2 separate regions of the Macaca mulatta genome follow, and region 1 is linked to region 2. A link is a contact called in public Hi-C data. All regions are on one chromosome and are shown on one strand. The core of a region is the stretch at or near the end of the contact, and the rest is flanking DNA. Distances in the headings are between cores, read along the strand shown. Region 1 holds the start of KAT2A (lysine acetyltransferase 2A). Region 2 holds the start of CNP (2',3'-cyclic nucleotide 3' phosphodiesterase).

What was found. Hi-C and Micro-C count contacts between places; a contact is called where the count stands out from the background.
Region 1: a Hi-C map of blood shows a contact between it and region 2, with 5 times the contacts expected there. The contact joins the promoter of KAT2A here to the promoter of CNP in region 2. A contact is called at or near these places in 7 of 14 Hi-C or Micro-C datasets (CD4 T cells, blood, cortical neurons and 4 more).

Annotation. Positions count from the first base shown.
Region 1 is chr16:66,458,715-66,462,727 of T2T-MMU8v2.0, forward strand. KAT2A (lysine acetyltransferase 2A) reads right to left here and starts at 1,651. Exons shown (of 17, transcript XR_013406792.1): 1 at 1,250-1,651; 2 at 1,005-1,113; 3 at 519-664; 4 at 325-414; 5 at 1-17. It overlaps HSPB9 (heat shock protein family B (small) member 9), which reads left to right and starts at 3,121. Exons shown (of 3, transcript XM_015119686.3): 1 at 3,121-3,282; 2 at 3,284-3,518; 3 at 3,521-3,716. The coding sequence starts at 3,130. The coding sequence ends at 3,591.
Region 2 is chr16:66,306,114-66,309,848 of T2T-MMU8v2.0, forward strand. CNP (2',3'-cyclic nucleotide 3' phosphodiesterase) reads left to right here and starts at 1,858. Exons shown (of 4, transcript NM_001035528.3): 1 at 1,858-2,007; 2 at 3,072-3,735. The coding sequence starts at 2,005. ODAD4 (outer dynein arm docking complex subunit 4) reads left to right here. Exons shown (of 11, transcript XM_028836483.2): 11 at 137-792. The coding sequence ends at 152.

The sequences.
Region 1 (4,013 bases), core at 401-2,900, 150 kb after region 2:
ACAAAGTTCAGCACACCCTGAGAAGGGGTGGGTGGGGAATAAAACCAGGAATGAGATGTGAGCAGCCTGCAGGGCCTTCTTAGACAAAGGAAGAGGCTCCCTGAGGCCAGGGACAAGGTTCTCCTCTCTCTCTCGGGTGCTTTCTATAGAAAAGCTCTGCCCCCTCCCTACCACCATGCCCACCCTGAGGTTAGCACAAAACACCCTCCCTTCTCTGAACCTCCCCACGGTTCTCAGCTTGAGGAGGATGGAGAACACAGGCTCCCCACTCCTCCAAGCTGTCCCCAATTCTCCTCTCCGCTATCTCCAATTTCCCTATCCCACCTGCTCAATATTAGGTTTCTCAAACGGAGGGCTGCCCAGGGACCCCTCCACCACGGGCCGGGTCATCTGCAGGATGCACTTCCGCAGGAGCTAGAGAGAAGAGGAAGGGGCATAGAGGGGAGCGGGGCAGAGCTGCAGACAACCCCTCAAGGCCCCACCTCCTTCATTCACACCCTCCTTCAGTAGAAGCTCACCTTGAAGAGGTAGAAATAGACCTGCTTGGTGTCTGTGTCCTCCTCCTTGTGAACAGACATGAAGAGATTCTCCACATCCACCACCATCCCCAGCAGCCGGTTTATTTCATCCTCTGACACATTCTCCAAGTGAGATACGTGGTCAGCTGCAAGACAGATGACAGAGTTGGGAAAAATTGATAGAAGAAATCAACAAGGCTTCTTGACCCTCTTCACAGCCAACCAAGATGCACACTCCGTCCCTCCAACCAGTGTGACCAATAGTGAGACTGACTGCTGCGATAACAGCCATTGGGTTGCCTGGGCCTGTTCTGGGCTGAGAGATTTCCTTTCCCCTCCCTTGGTGCATACACACCCCCCAACCCAATCCCTCCTTCGAGGCATCTTTGATTTTTCAGAGATGAGGCTTTGTGGCACTTGTCACCCTGTCCAAGCAGCTGCCCCCAGCTCCAAGGGCGCTGCCTGCCTTACCCAAGGGATGCTCACAACTGCGGCACAGCTCACTCAGGTTGGCAGCTGGCTGCTGCAGATCCATGCGGGGTGCAGTGGGGGGCTTGGGGTTTTTCCAGCCATTACACTTACAGGTTTCATTGGCCTGGAGGCGGAAGGATCAGTCAATGATCTATACCTCTGGGGCAAGAGCCGCTCCGCAGCCTGAGCTTTTACCCCACTCCCACCCGAGCCCAGGGATGCCCCAAGCCCCGCCCCTTCACCCCAGGCCCCGCCCCCACCTTGCAAGCCGAGAAGACCCCTAGCTTCTCAAGCTTCTTGGCGCGCGGCAGCCCCCGGACTTGCGCCTTCCTCTGGCTAGCGCGCTGCTGCTGGCTCAGGCCAGGTCGAGCCGGATCCCCCCCGCTCCCGGCCCCCCCACTTCCTACCCCGGGCCCCCCAGTCCCTGTGCTGCCGGCTGGGGCTGCAGCTGGGGCAGGGGCTGGTGCCGGGGTGGGAGTCGGAGTCGGGGCTGAAGCCGGGCTGGGTGCAGGAGTCGGAGTTGGGGCAGGGGCTGGGGACTGAAGGGGCCGGGGCTGCGCAGCTGGGGCCGGGGTCGGGGCCTGGGAAGGTTCCGCCATGGCCTCCCCCGCAGCGGAGAGCGGCGCCGCGCTCCCAGCCCTAGGGCCGCATGGGCAACCGGCGTTCAGTGCGCAGGCGTCGCTGCGCGGCGCGTGACGGGAGTTGTAGTCTTCCAGCGCCTTCCCCCACTGCCTCCAGCTTCCAGACTTTTCTGTCTGGTCTCTTGGCCCCTGACAGCCAAGTGAGGCCTGAGCGAAGGCCCCACATTGACCCCTCTTGACTTGTAATCTCTTTTAATGGTGTCCGGGAGAGTCACGATGGCTGTCCTCTTGGGGACAAGGAGTCTTGGGGACAATCGTGGGGTCTGCCTCTTTCCTGCGCCTCTCTCCCACTTAACCCCCTCCCCCAACTCGCGCACAGGCCCTGCCCCACGCGGCTCCGGACATGGAATTGCAGCTGCGGTAAAGATGAGACGTAACAACAGTTCTGCAGCAGTGTGGTGGTGACTTGGGTGTGTTCTCCTCCTGACATTCACCTGCACCTTTTCGTGCGCTTTTCTGTATGTATTTAATAGCATCACTCAACAAAAGGGAGTTTATCAGGCCGGGTGGCTGGCTCACGCAGGAGAATCGCCTGAGCCTAGGAGTTCGAGACCAGGCTGGGCAACATAGGGAGACCCCATCTCTACAAAAAAATAAAAAATAAAGTTTATAGACCGGACGAGGTGGCTCACGCCTGTAATCCTAGCACTTTGGGAGGTCGAGATGGGAGGATCGCTTGAGCCCAGGAGTTCGAGATTAACCTGGGCAACATAATAAGACCCTGACTCTTAAAAAAAAAAAAAAAAAAAAAAAAAAATCAATTAACAGCACCAGAGGCATAGCTGTGGTTACGATGGTCACCAAGAAGGCTACTGTGGAGGGTGAGGCAGGGGACGGCTAAGCCTTTCTCTGCGCACTGGGAGCCGCTCTCCTAAAGCCCCGACTGCATCTTCATCTTTGTGGCCCGAACCCAGACCACAGCCTGCATCACAGGAGACCCCGGGGGGCGGATGAATTAATGCAGCCGGAGAGACCAGTCCGCCTCCTCGTCTCGCGTGTCCGCGTGGGGTTGTGGGTGGTCAGGGAGAGGTAGGGTGGATGACCCAGAAAGGCCGCCCTCCCCTGACTCTCTCTGGGAACAATCCTTGCCCCAGGCCTGGTCCTTAGAAGGCAAGACAGCCCCCTTCCAGCTGGGGGATCAATCTGCTGTTGGCTGCACCGCGGTCCGGCTCCCTCGGGTCTGGCCTGGTCGAGGATCCAGTTCCTTCACAGCTGCGGCCTCCTCGGGGCCCATTAACGAAGGTGGGGAAGGGCGGAGAAAGGGTCAGGGTCTAGGATGAGAGTAGCTGCGGGCGCGCCAGGGCGGTGACAGTCTGGCTCTTGGAGGTAAGATGGGCGTGACTGATTCCGAACTTCGCCTGCGTTTGCAGAAGCGAAGGGAACCGAGCGAGCGGAGCTGATCTCGGCTAGGCCACGGGACGCCCCTCTCCGGGCGTCCGCGCGCCTAGCTCTGCGCTCGGAGCCTCGCGCCCTTGGACAGCAGTTAGTTGCTGACTCGGATGCAGCCGATCGGTAACACCTTCTCCGAGAGCCGGGTGGCATCCCGGTGTCCCAGCGTGGGCCTCGCTGAAAGGAACCAGGTAGCCACAATGCCGGTGCGGCTGCTCAGGGAGAGTCCGCCAGCGCAGGAGGACAATGATCATGCCACAGACGGGTTTCCAAATGAAGATGGATGCCCACGGCTTCGCCCCGGAGGAGCTGGTGGTGCAGGTGGACGGCCAATGGCTGATGGTGACCGGACAGCGGCAACTGGACGGCAGTGACCCGGAAAGGGTCAGTTACCGCATGTCACAGAAGGTGCTCCCGTCCAACCTGAATCCTACCGCCATAACGTGCTGCCCGATCCCCTCGGGGAAGCTATGGGTCAGAGGCCAGTGTGTGGCGCTGGCTCTCCTGAAGCCCATACAGGACCGTCCTGGAGACTCAGCCTTGGCTCTAAGGCTTCCAACCTGACCCAGTAAACAAACGACCCGATGTGCGGCAGCCTTGGTGTCCGTTGTCTTTCCTGGGGATGGGGGTCAGAGGTAGAGGGACTGGAGGCACAGGAGGCAGGAAAGGCGCCCCCAAGGTGGTGGTCCACCAAGAATCAAGCCTCTTCGGGCAGATCACTTGAGGCCACGAATTCGAGACCAGCCTGGCCAACATGGTGAAACCCCATCTCTACTAAAAACACAAAAATTAGGTGTGGACCGGGCGCGGTGGCGCAAGCCTGTAATCCCAGCACTTTGGGAGGCCCAGACGGGCAGATCACGAGGTCAGGAGATCGAGACCATCCTGGCTAACCCGGTGAAACCCCGTCTCTACTAAAAAGTACAAAAAACCAGCCGGGCGAGGTGGCGGGCGCCTGTAGTCCCAGCTACTCGGGAGGCTGAGGCAGGAGAAT
Region 2 (3,735 bases), core at 608-3,107:
GGTCTGGAACTCCTGGCCTCAAGGGATCTGCCTGCCTCAGCGTCCCGAAGTGCTGAGATTACAGGCGCGAGCCACCACACCCGGCCTGACATGAACAAACTTTTATCTTTCCTCCCACTTTTCTCTTATTTTTCAGAAGCTTTACTGTATGAAGATAGAATAATAACAGAGAAGGACATGAGGAGAGTGAGAGATGAGCCCGAGAAGGTGGTGAAGCAGTGGGACCATATTGAGGATGAGAGAGAGACGGATGAGGACGATGAGGCTTTTGGGGGAGCTCTGCAGAGCACAGCAAGCGGAAAGCAGAGTGTGGAAGCAAGAAAAGCCAGAAGCGATTTGGGAGAAGTTGCCAAGGGCCTGTCAGGAGAATTAGGCACAAGATCAGGAGAAACAGGCAGGAAGCTACTAGAAGCTGGCAGAAGAGAGTCAAGAGAAATTTATAGGAGGCCTTCAGGAGAATTAGGCCAAAGACTCTCAGGAGAGTTCAGCAGACAGGAACCAGAAGAACTAAATAAACTTTCAGAAGTGGGCAGAAGAGAGCCAGAAGAACTGGGAAAAACACAATTTGGGGAAATAGGAGAAATGAAAAAAACAGAAAATGAGATGGAAAAGGAGTATGAATGAAGACACCGGTAGGGATAAGGATCAGGAAGTTGGTGTTCAGAGGGATAACGGGATCTTATTAAACTGGATTTTCAAGCGATTTATCTGTAATAGGAAAAATGAGGGTTTTACTTGTGCTGCTTTCCGTCACTATTTTGCCATTAAATAGGTGTCTTTCACTCTTGCAAACCCTGAGTCTGTCACTTTGTCTCCTCACCCCTGCCCATTCTTGGAAGAGCCTCGTGGAGAGAAAGGTGCCAAGAAGAAAGGGTTTCAGGAGGGTGAAGATACAGGAGCTTCAGGGAATGAGAAGTCACAGGGAGGAGGAGAGGGGAAGGCCTGGGAGGAGAGGTGCTTCCCAGACACCGGTGACTGACTGAGTCCTTCCAGTGCGCAGGACACCGGGAGGCTTTATGGATGGAACAGTGGTGGGGTGGCCCCAGCTAGCACAGGCAGGAGAATGCCCCAAGCCAGAACTAAGCGAATGCTGGGACTGAGGCCAAAGATAGGGGAGTGGCCTGGGAGGGCAGACAGACTCCACCTCTGACAACTCTGGGTGGCACAATCAGGTAAATCAGGCTCGCCAAGCTGGCTTCTCTGAACAATGGGATACCTGCCTCAGGGGTTGCTGCGAGGACTGAGTGCTTAGCACAGCACTTGGTACAAGAAACTCAAAAATCCAACGGAGCTCTCAGTGGTTTCACAGAGGTGGTGGCAGCTGAGCATCTGGCCTCAGAGGATGTTAGGATTTCACTCCGTTACTCATCTGTCCCTTTGGCCATTGCCATCCTGGTCTGTCTCCACAACTTCTAGAAGGAAAGGTCGGGGCTGAGACTGACTTTCGGCTGGCACAGGGACCGGACGAGGTCAGTGAGGCATTTCAGATGCAGAGTTTACCGGGATGCCAGCAAATTGCATAATACTTTAATCCAATGTGGTTTAAAAAAAAGTTTTTAATTAATGCAAAAGTCCATGATGAATAAAATATCAAAAATTAAAGATAGGATCCAACCTTGCACGACCCTGCTTCACTCACTTCCTGCTAATCCACGGGACCGGGGAGGGCGACTGAGTTACCCCTCGACACACAGAAAAAGGTAGCGGCCGTCCAGCTCGCAGGCGCAGTGAGTGGGTGCGCGTGGCGCGGCGGGCGCGCGCAGGGGGCGGGGCCGGGCCGGGGTTCCCGCGCGCGGCGGGAGTTTCGGGTTTCGGTTCGCAGCGCCTGCGCGCAGAGGGGACGGCCCGCCCCGGCCCGCCCGGGTGCCCGCTCCGCCCCCGGGCTATGTAAAGCGGCCGGGCTCGGGTCGTGCCACCGCTGGACTCCCGTGTCCCTCCGCGCAGGCGGGCGGCCCCGGAGCGCTGGTGCCGACAGAGGCGGCGACGGCGGCGCCCCTCCTCATCATGGTGAGAGGCCAGGCGGGGCCGGGCACGGGGTAGCACCGGGGCAGGAAACGAGTGTCGGGGCCCCTCGGCAGGAAGCGTCTTGCAAACGAGGACCCGGGGCTCCGGGCTCGACTTCCAGTTGTCTTGGTACTCAGGGCAGCCCTGAGGTCTGGAAGAAGCTGGGCGGGGGGTTCGGAGTGCCGGAGAGGCCGCTGGAGAGGGAAACGGTAGCGTTCCTCAAGAGGGGACTCGGGACCGTCTCATCACGCGGAACCGCTGCCCCGCGCCCGGGTGCGCGCGGGAGGCGGAGCCAGTTCGGAGGAGGGGACCCTTTACGGTAAAAGCTGCCCTCTCTTGTGGCTTCTAGAAGATAGGAAAACAAGTGGCTCCGAGAGGCGGTTCAGACACACAGCACAGCGGCGGGCAGAGCTGGATCCTGATTGCAGGTGCCCTGTGCTGCCTTGTCCTGGACAGGCACAAAGACCACGACTTTGTGGGGGCCGGGAGAGGGTAGAGGAGGAGGTGGCAGGCTCGGTGAAAGAGGGCCTTTGTCCAGTGCTCTCCTGCCCTGCCCCCCACCAGCCCTTCTGTGGGACCATTGTCCCCGCATGCCAGACAAGAGAGTATTATCTCTTGCGGCCATTGTTGGGGGAAGGGAGGCAGTCTTGGGGTAACCCTTCTCCACTCCCCACCCTTCTCTGTGCACTCAGCCGTGGCAGCTGTGGCTTGGCCCAGACACAGAGACCCCCACCTCCAAAGAAGACGTCCTTAGTAGGTGCCAAGCATATAAGAGTGAGGCCAGTCCCAGAACCGCAGGCTCCTGGCACGCCCTGCATGCCTCCAGCACGTTTTCCTTTCCGAGGTGGCAGCAATGGGGAAAGCGCACGCTTAGGAGAGCTTCAGACAAGCTTCCCTCTTCCTCCTCCACGACCAGAAGCGGAAAGGTGCTCCCGGACCGAAAGGGACAGAAGGTCCAGCACTGCCCTGCTTCGGAAGGCACCCACACCCAGTCTAGGGACTAGGGGTAAGGCCGGCGGGGAGCCCGCGAATGACCTGGGCTGACATCTCTTCCCCTCCTTACACAGAACAGAGGCTTCTCCCGAAAAAGCCACACATTCCTGCCCAAGATCTTCTTCCGCAAGATGTCATCCTCAGGGGCCAAGGACAAGCCTGAGCTGCAGTTTCCCTTCCTTCAGGATGAGGACACGGTGGCCACGCTGCAAGAGTGCAAGACGCTCTTTATCTTGCGCGGCCTGCCAGGAAGCGGCAAGTCCACGCTGGCACGGGCCATCGTGGACAAGTACCGTGATGGCACCAAGATGGTGTCGGCCGACGCTTACAAGATCACCCCCGGCGCTCGAGGAGCCTTCTCCGAGGAGTACAAGCGGCTCGATGAGGACCTGGCTGCCTACTGCCGCCGCCGGGATATCAGAATTCTTGTGCTAGATGACACCAACCACGAGCGGGAACGGCTGGAGCAGCTCTTTGAAATGGCCGACCAGTACCAGTACCAGGTGGTGCTGGTGGAGCCCAAGACGGCGTGGCGGCTGGACTGTGCCCAGCTCAAGGAGAAGAACCAGTGGCAGCTGTCGGCTGATGACCTGAAGAAGCTGAAGCCTGGGCTGGAGAAGGACTTCCTGCCGCTCTACTTCGGCTGGTTCCTGTCCAAGAAGAGCTCCGAGATCCTCCGCAAAGCCGGCCAGGTCTTCCTGGAAGAGCTGGGGAACCACAAGGCCTTCAAGAAGGAGC